Regions from separate parts of the Danio rerio genome. Here region 2 is linked to region 1. Evidence: chromatin contacts called from public HiChIP or PLAC-seq data. All regions are on one chromosome and are shown on one strand. Each heading gives the region's core, a stretch centred on a gene start, on an enhancer-like site or on the middle of the called end of the contact. The rest is flanking DNA. Distances are from core to core; before and after follow the strand shown.

Region 1 (4,172 bases), core at 1,219-3,718:
CGCTGTTGCTTCACAGCAAAAAGGTTGCTGGTTTGAGCCTCAGCTGGGTCTGTTGGCATTTCTGTGTGGAGTGTGCATGTTCTCCCCATGTTGGCGTTGGTTTCCTCCGGGTGCTTTGGTTTCCCCCACAGTCCACACTGTGGTGAATTGGGTAAGCTTAATTGGCTGTAGTGTATGTTTGTGAATAAGAGTGTATGGGTATTTCCCAGTGATGGGTTGCAGCTGGAAGGGCATACACTGCGTAAAACATATGCTGGATAAGTTGGTGGTTCATCCCGCTGCGTTGACCCCTGATGAATAAAGGGACTAAGCAGAAAGAAAATCAATTACGAATATTTTTATTTTTTGTGTCCTAGATTTTAATATATACTTAATGTTTAAAACTGACATTCACAAACAGGAAATATTCGCTTGAGTATCAGGTGTCCCGTATTTTTTAATGCTGTACAATATAATTAATAATGATGATTTGGATTTAAAGAAAAATAATATTTACATTAGAAACTGAATGGAATACACCCCATTTTGAAAATGATTATTTGTATCTATTTCTCAGCTAATGTATAGGCAATGCATTTTGGTGCATCTAAACAAAACAGATTTATCAAACATATATATATATATATATATATATATATATATATATATATATATATATATATATATATATATATATATATATATATATATATATATATATATATATTTTTTTTTTTTTCATATATATATTAATACCTGCAAACTTTCAACTAAATCTTTCACTTTTTTTGCTTCTCTTGACTTTTCCTATTTTAAATTTGTATTTAATATTTTTCTATAACATATAAATTTGGGTGTACTAGTTTTTGGACCGTTATTGTAATGGAGGCCAGCTAGTAGGTGCTGTGCAGGTAAACCTCACTCCTCTGACCTCTAAAGGTGCTCTAGCGATGGATGCTCGAGGCCATGGTCTTTAGCCTCCTTGTTAGAGCAACCGACTCCCATGCGGCAGGTCGCTGGTTTGATCCCAGTTTGGGGCGGGTTGGGTGGCGTAGGACCGGCGGGGAAAACAATGGTGCTGTGACCCGGATGGGAGTGAGGTTTAAGGGGGTGAGTGTAATGGAGGCCAGCTAGTAGGTGCTGTGCAGGTAAACCTCACTCCTCTGACCTCTAAAGGTGCTCTAGCGATAGACGCTAGAGGCCATGGTCTTTAGTCTCCTTGTTAGAGCAACCGACTCCCATGCGGACAGTCACCGGTACGATCCCAGTTTGGGGCGGGTTGGGTGGTGTAGGACCGGTGGGGTTACATTATCGATAGCTATTTTGTTAGATTAGCTCTAGATTTGGCTTCAGTACTGACTGATCAAATGAATATTCACAAATATTGTATAGCTTCCTATTAAAAATATGAATTTAAAAGATTGATTTGTGAGGGGTGTAGTTATATAGGCTGAGCACTACATACATACATACATACAGTTAAAGTCAAAATGATTAGCCGCCTTGAATTATTAGCCCTCCTATTTATTTTCTTTCCCCAATTTCTGTATAGCGAAAAGAAGCTTTTTTCCCAACACATTTCTAAACACAATAGTTTTAATAACTCATCTCTAATAACTTTTTTTTTATCTTTGCCCTGATGACAGTAAATATTTTTTACTGGATATTGTTTTAGACACTTCTATACAGCTTAAAGTGACATTTAAAGGCTTAACTAGGTTAATTAGGTTAACTAGGCAAGTTAGGATAATTAGGCAAGTTATTGTATAATGATGGTTTGTTCAGTAGTCCATCGAAAAAAAATATAGCTTAAAGGGGCTAATAATTTTGATCCTTAAATGATTTAAAAAAATTAATAACTGCTTTTATTCTAGCCGAAATAAAATAAATAAGATTTTCTCCAGAAGAAAAAACATATTATCAGACATACTGTGACCATTTTCTTGCTCTGTTAAACATAATTTAGGAAATATTTAGAAAAGAAAAAAAATCAAAGGGGGGCTAATAATTCTGACTTTAACTGTACATACATAGATACATACATACATACATACATACATACATACATACTTGTATACATGCATACATACATACATACCTTATTGTCATCTATTAACTTTTAAATACTCATACATGGAAAAGTTGCGTTACAGGAATATTAACAAAACAATAAAAAAAAGAGGAAACGGATGCAGTCTTGATCATGTCTATGAGATGCTGCTTCCTCGTGCTTTTGTAACCCAAGCGTAAAAGTGTTCGCAGATTATAGCTAATCAGATTTGATTTCAAGTTCAAGCATCAGTAGAGTATTTGAGCAATGCAGAGTCAGTCAGTTATTCAGACACAGGTGAAACACCCTGAGGTTATTAGAGTTCATTCCTCTCAGCAGCTGAAGCGCTCTCATCCGCCACGCCCTTTTATACACGAGTCACGCCCATGATCTCAACTCCACGCTCCGATTGGCTGGCGCGAGTAACGGGGCGTCGATTTCCGGTATGCGGAGGCTGGAATTTCAGGTTTCTCTCTTGTGGTGTTTGGGGTAGCGGGGACGCGCGTCGCCCTGAACGCGGCTCATTTCCATCTTTCCGTCTTCATGCATTTGATTGTATGTGTGTTTAGTCTTGGATAAGTATGACTGAAAGCGCGGGGACTAAAACTGAGGATTGTCATGCAGCCAATGGTGTGAAACCAGGAAGAAATGGCATGGTGAAGAACCATCATCACCATCTTCAGTATCAAAAGCAGGAGAAGGTGAGGCCACATCATCCGCTGAGATTTCTGAGTAGTGCACGTTTAATTTTCCACACTGCATGTGCGTTTTGTTGGAAGGTAATAATGGTGATGATGATGCATGGCATCATAAAGCAAACGGCAGCTGGTCTCAATACTGAATGGTGCTCCGTTAGTGCATGGCGTGCAGTTTCACTGTTTATGGCATGATCACATGTGGAAAAGTAAAGTTTGACAGACGGATGATATGCAGACTTTTTCCTCGTAATATCTTTTTATCAGCCCTATAAAATCAGATAAGATCCAGCTAATGATACTGCTACAAGTGGAAACTCAACTGTGTTTGTTGAACCAGAAAGTTAATATGCAACCTCATGCTGTCTTTGCGTTAATGCAAGGCAAATGCAATAAGAAGTCAAGATATTGGCAGCTTAACATCTTTTGTTTAGCACCCAGTACTTGGTGAATCTGTAAATATTGAAAGGGTGTGAATGAGTACTTAAAAATCATACTCGAGTTAAAGTACCTTTACTTGCCTTAAAATATAGTGCAAGTAGAGTAAAAGTATCTGTTGTCAATATTACTCAAAGTATGAGTAAGAAGTAGCCCCTTTTAAAGTACTCAAGAGTAGTGATTATTGAGTAATGCGCTGTGAAAAGCTGATATGTTTACATGCAATTTGTGCATGTGTGTAAACGTAACATTCTGTAGTGCATTTTGTGCAAGATTTCTGACATCTTCTTGGGCACTTAATGCTTCCAAGCGGTTTGCTGCATTTATAAAGCGCTCCTGTATAGGGATTTCATGATAACCGTTTTCAAGGTATACCGCCAATTGGAAAAAGTCAAGGTTTTGAAACCTCTACAATTTCCTGTAATACCAATCCTAAGGTATGAGTAAGATTTTTTTTATTTACATTTACATAAAAAACAACAACAACAACAACAACAACAGTATATCCAGCAGAAAATATATCCAAAGATGCCGTTTTAAATTTAAATCTGTGTTTTTGAAACTAATGAACAGCAGAATTTAATGATTCATTATCATTATTTAGCCTGACATGTTTACTGCTCCAAAAATTTTTAAATCTTTCACAAAATAAAATATATTGTGTTTAAAGGGCAAAAAGTAAAGTTTTTTTTAGACAGACATTTAAAAAAAAAAACATTTGCGCAGTAATTACAATACGGTGATGCTTTCTATGTGCAATTTGACTGGACAGAAATCGCACAACTAATTTTTATACTTCGCCAATCCTTACAGACAAGAATAAATAAAATAGTGTCTGCAGGTTGAAAGAAAGTGAAGTAAAAGTACCGATACAGCACTGAAGATGTACTCAAGGGAAAGTAAAAGTACACATTTTTAAAACTACAATTCCTCAGAAAAACTACTTAATTACAGTAATTTAAGTATTTGTAATTTGTTACTTTACACCACTGCCAATTATACTGTACAAC
Region 2 (4,172 bases), core at 648-3,147, 150 kb after region 1:
CCTGCACTTGGAATGGAATTGAGCGCAGTAGTCTGGACAGAGTCCAGGTATTGTCCGTAAAGGCGTACTGGGGTCTTCGGCATCAAACAAGTGAGCAGCATATGGAGAACATTCCTGAAGACAAACAGAGGGGGGATGGAACTGAATTGTGCCACTCTTAAACAATGTACTTGACTAGTCATGTCTGCCTTTCCACATGCAACACTCTGAAAGACCACAACCACTTAAACCTCAAGGTAGTGTTTACAGCAAACCACTCTGCATTGGGGTAGAAGTAACCCCAGAAGTCCCTATTTGACCCCCTATAGCTTAATTACGTAAGCTACCAGTTGCAAAACATAGACTCTATGTTAAGACTGTCTTTTAAAAAGACAAATGACTCAAGTAATGAATTCAAGACATTAACATAAACAATATTCCCTAAGATATCGCTCACATTGCAATGTCATTGAATGCAAAAATTAAAACAGTTACTAAATATAAAAAAAATATATATATTTCTACTAAAAACATTATCCTTTAAAAGTAGGTTTTTATGAAAAATGTTCCTTTCGTTGTGGTGATGATGAATACTTTGCTCCAAATGATGTCATCAGCGCAAGATACTACACTCTCAGAAATAAAGGTACGTGATCTGTCACTGGGGTGGTACCTTTACAAAAGGTACAAATTTGTACATAAAAGGTCCATATTAATACCTCAAGGGTATATATTAGTACCAAAAAAGTAAAAAAAAAAAAACCTGTGACAGCTCTCATAGCTTTATTTTTAAGATTGTACACTTATATATACATAGTTGAAGTAAGAATTATTTGCCCCCCTGTGTATTATTTTTTTCTAAATTTCTGTTTAACGGAGAGCAGATTTTTTTTCCTACATATTTCTTAACATAATGGTTTTAATAACTCATTTCAAATAACTGATTTATTTCATCTTTGCCATGATGACAGTAAATAATATTTGACTAGATATTTTTCAAGAAACTCCTATACAGCTAGTGACATTTAAAGGCTTAACTAGGTGAATTAGGTTTACTAGGCAAGATAGGGTAATTAGTGAAGTTATTGTATAACGATGGTTTATTCTGTAGAATAAGAAAAAAAACTTAGCTTAAAGGGGCTATTAATTTTGACCTTAAAATTATAAAAATAATAATAAAAAAACTGCTTTTATTCTAGCCGAAATAAAACAAATAAGACTTTCTCCAGAAGAAAAAAATATTATCCGACACACTGAAAATTTCCTTGCTATGTTAAACATCATGTTGGAAATATTTAAAAACGAAAAAGAAACCAAAGGGGATAGATAGATGTAGATATATAAATGCACATTTCAATATACTTTAGTTTCAGATTTTGTTAACAGTGGTCAAAATAGTGCCCTAGTGACGTCATTTGCCCTATTTCTGTGTTTCAGTTTGCAAGGCTGACAGTGTTGGACATCATTGTTGACTATTTATGGCTGCGGTACGTGTTGAGAGGCAGACATGCAACGGGTTGAGTACGTACATTACATAGAAAACGGAACACTTTGTGATTTAGACTGAACATACCTGACACAGCAGATCCTGCACGTACGAGGCACAGTTCGAATATCCATAATAATCAAAGTTATCCATTACCCGATAGTATTTTTTCATCAGTTCTTGGTCTCTTGCATAGTCACAGCATCCAAAGTTTTTATACATTTGACAAAACTGAAGCTCCTGTTGAGGCTGAAAGGGGGGTTTAAAATCCAAACATTGCGGATGCAGGATCGCAGGTGCGATCCAAAACGCAGACAAATAAAATAAAATAAACGGCGGTTGCCATATACGGCCAAAAACGTCGCAAAAATACCACATAACGCTCAAAGCCTGGCTGCCAACTTCAGATACATGGAAGTAAAAGTTATGCAAGAGGATAGTCTTCTCGACGCGTGTCCTCACTGACTTATGTAGTCGTGCACTTTGCCCTGATTTTAATGATCAACCATTACCAAACAAATTCACGTCCTATTTACTGTGTAGCGACCTTGCAAATCTAAAACTAAACCATCTCCTTCACATTTGACTTTCGAGACGTCATGTCTTACATCCTGAGCAGATGTGAGACACACATACAGGTCCAAGCCGCAATTCTCCGACTGTAATTCATGTCTAGCAAGCGTTGTTATGCGGCAGTTGCCATTAGAAACGACAAAAAAGCTTTCCGCGGGTTTTTGGGTTTTGTAACCCTTTAAGCTCATTTTTATAGACTCAAAACATGCTTTACATTCACGTAAAATGTTAACACGTGTCAAAACTTACGAATTTCAAAAGTCTTCAAAGAAGTAAATGAATGTCGGATTGCTTTAAAATATGGTTCAAAGTAGTTCACTGGAATGTGCTTTTTGGGTGCAGATACATTTATGAAAAGAGCATGGCAGCACTAATTTTAATAAGTTTTTATTGCATTAACATGACAATTTAAAGAGAAAATATGATTAATGTCTATTGTTATGATTATTGTTATTATTTTCTAGGCTACAAAACCCACTAATAATGAAAGCACAATGAGTCTGGGTAGCACACTGGCTATGAATGTACGGAAACTAAACGATAATCTTTCTTCCATCTGTTTTTGCTGTTATGCAATCAGTTTACCAGTAATATTTCAAAAACTTGGACATCCTCACTTTGTTCAGTTTATTTTTTATTCAGAACTCTTGTTTTGTTGAAAAATGGTTTCCTTATGTTTGATGTGCACAACTGATAATGGTAATGGTAATTTCAAACTGCATTTGTTAAATATATTCACTTCAATTTGATAAAATACTTTGGTCCAGATTTACTGACCTAATAGCCTAGATTGTGGAGTTTGTGTCCTTTTTTTAATGAGGACATATACAAGGAATGAAAGTAAAGTCAATCTCAGCAAATCAATGGCTTTGGATGCATACATTAAAAAAAAAAGAAAAAAAAAAGGACTTCAATAACAATAAATATACATGGTCAATGTCTGTTTACCCTTTAACTGCCCTACAAATAAAAATTTTTTGGATTGCATTTCTTAATAATAATAATAATAATAATAATAATAATAATAATAATAATAATAATAATAATAATAATAATAATAATAATTTCTTACATTTATATAGCGCTTTTCTAGACACTCACTTTACACAATGGGGGGAATCTCTTCATCCACCACCAGTGTGCAGCATCCTCCATAATGCGGCGGCAGCCATATTGCGCCAGACCGCACACCACACACCAGCTGATTGGTGGAGAGGAGACAGGGTGATGAAGTCAGTTATGATAAGGGGATGGTTAGGAGGCCATGATGGACAGAGGCCAGTGGGCAAATTTAGCCAGGATGCCGGGGTTAAACCCCTACTCTTTTTCAAAGGACATCATGGGATTTCTAATGACCACAGAGAGTCAGGACCTTGGTTTAACATCTCATCCAAAAGACGGCGCGTACTGAGCAGTATAGAGTCCCCTTCACTATACTGGGGTGTTAGGACCCACAGAACGCAGGTTGAGCTCCTCCTGCTGGGATGGAATTTTTTTCTAACACATGCCTCAATTTCTGAAATATCAACCACTACCAAATAGTTGATACATCAGTTTCATGTAAAAGTACCAGAATTAATACATATGCTATGAATAATATGAAGTATAAGACTAATTTATTAAAACATTTTTGAATTCTAAATCATCTTTATTTTTTGAAGTACAGTTGAAATTAGAAATATTAGCCCCCCACCCTGAATTATTAGCCCCCCTGTTTATTTTTTTTCCCAATTTCTGTTTAACAGAGAGATTTTTTTCAACACATTTCTAATAAAAATAGTTTTAATAACTCATTTCTTATAACTGATTTATTTTATCTTTTCCATGATGAGAGTAAATAATATTTTACTAGATATTTTTCAAGATACTTCTATACAGCTTAAAGTGACATTTAAAGGCTCAACTAGATCTAAAAAGGTTAAATAGGCAAGTTATTGTAAAAGTATGGTTTGTTCTGTAGACTATAGAAAAAATAAACAGCTATAAGGAGCTAATAAATTTGACCTTAAAATGATTTTTTTAAATTCTTTTGTTCTAGCCATAATAAAACAAATAACTTTCTCCAGAAGAAATAAATTGATCAGACATATTGTGAAAATTTTCTTGCTCTGTTAAACATCATTTGGGAAAAATT

Evidence for each region. HiChIP or PLAC-seq counts read pairs in DNA pulled down with a chosen protein or histone mark.
Region 2: a contact with region 1 is called in an H3K4me3 HiChIP or PLAC-seq map of embryo, with 2.6 times the contacts expected there. The contact joins the promoter of hhipl1 here to the promoter of sptlc2a in region 1. A contact is called at or near these places in 1 of 18 Hi-C or Micro-C datasets (fibroblasts) and 1 of 4 datasets of contacts at active chromatin or transcription factors (embryo).

Annotation. Positions count from the first base shown.
Region 1 is chr17:19,070,689-19,074,860 of GRCz12tu, forward strand. It overlaps sptlc2a (serine palmitoyltransferase, long chain base subunit 2a), which reads left to right and starts at 2,469. Exons shown (of 12, transcript NM_001020619.2): 1 at 2,469-2,730. The coding sequence starts at 2,611.
Region 2 is chr17:19,216,313-19,220,484 of GRCz12tu, forward strand. hhipl1 (HHIP-like 1) reads right to left here and starts at 1,898. Exons shown (of 9, transcript NM_001327900.1): 1 at 1,553-1,898; 2 at 1-114. The coding sequence starts at 1,843. It also overlaps a transcript of ccdc85ca not described here.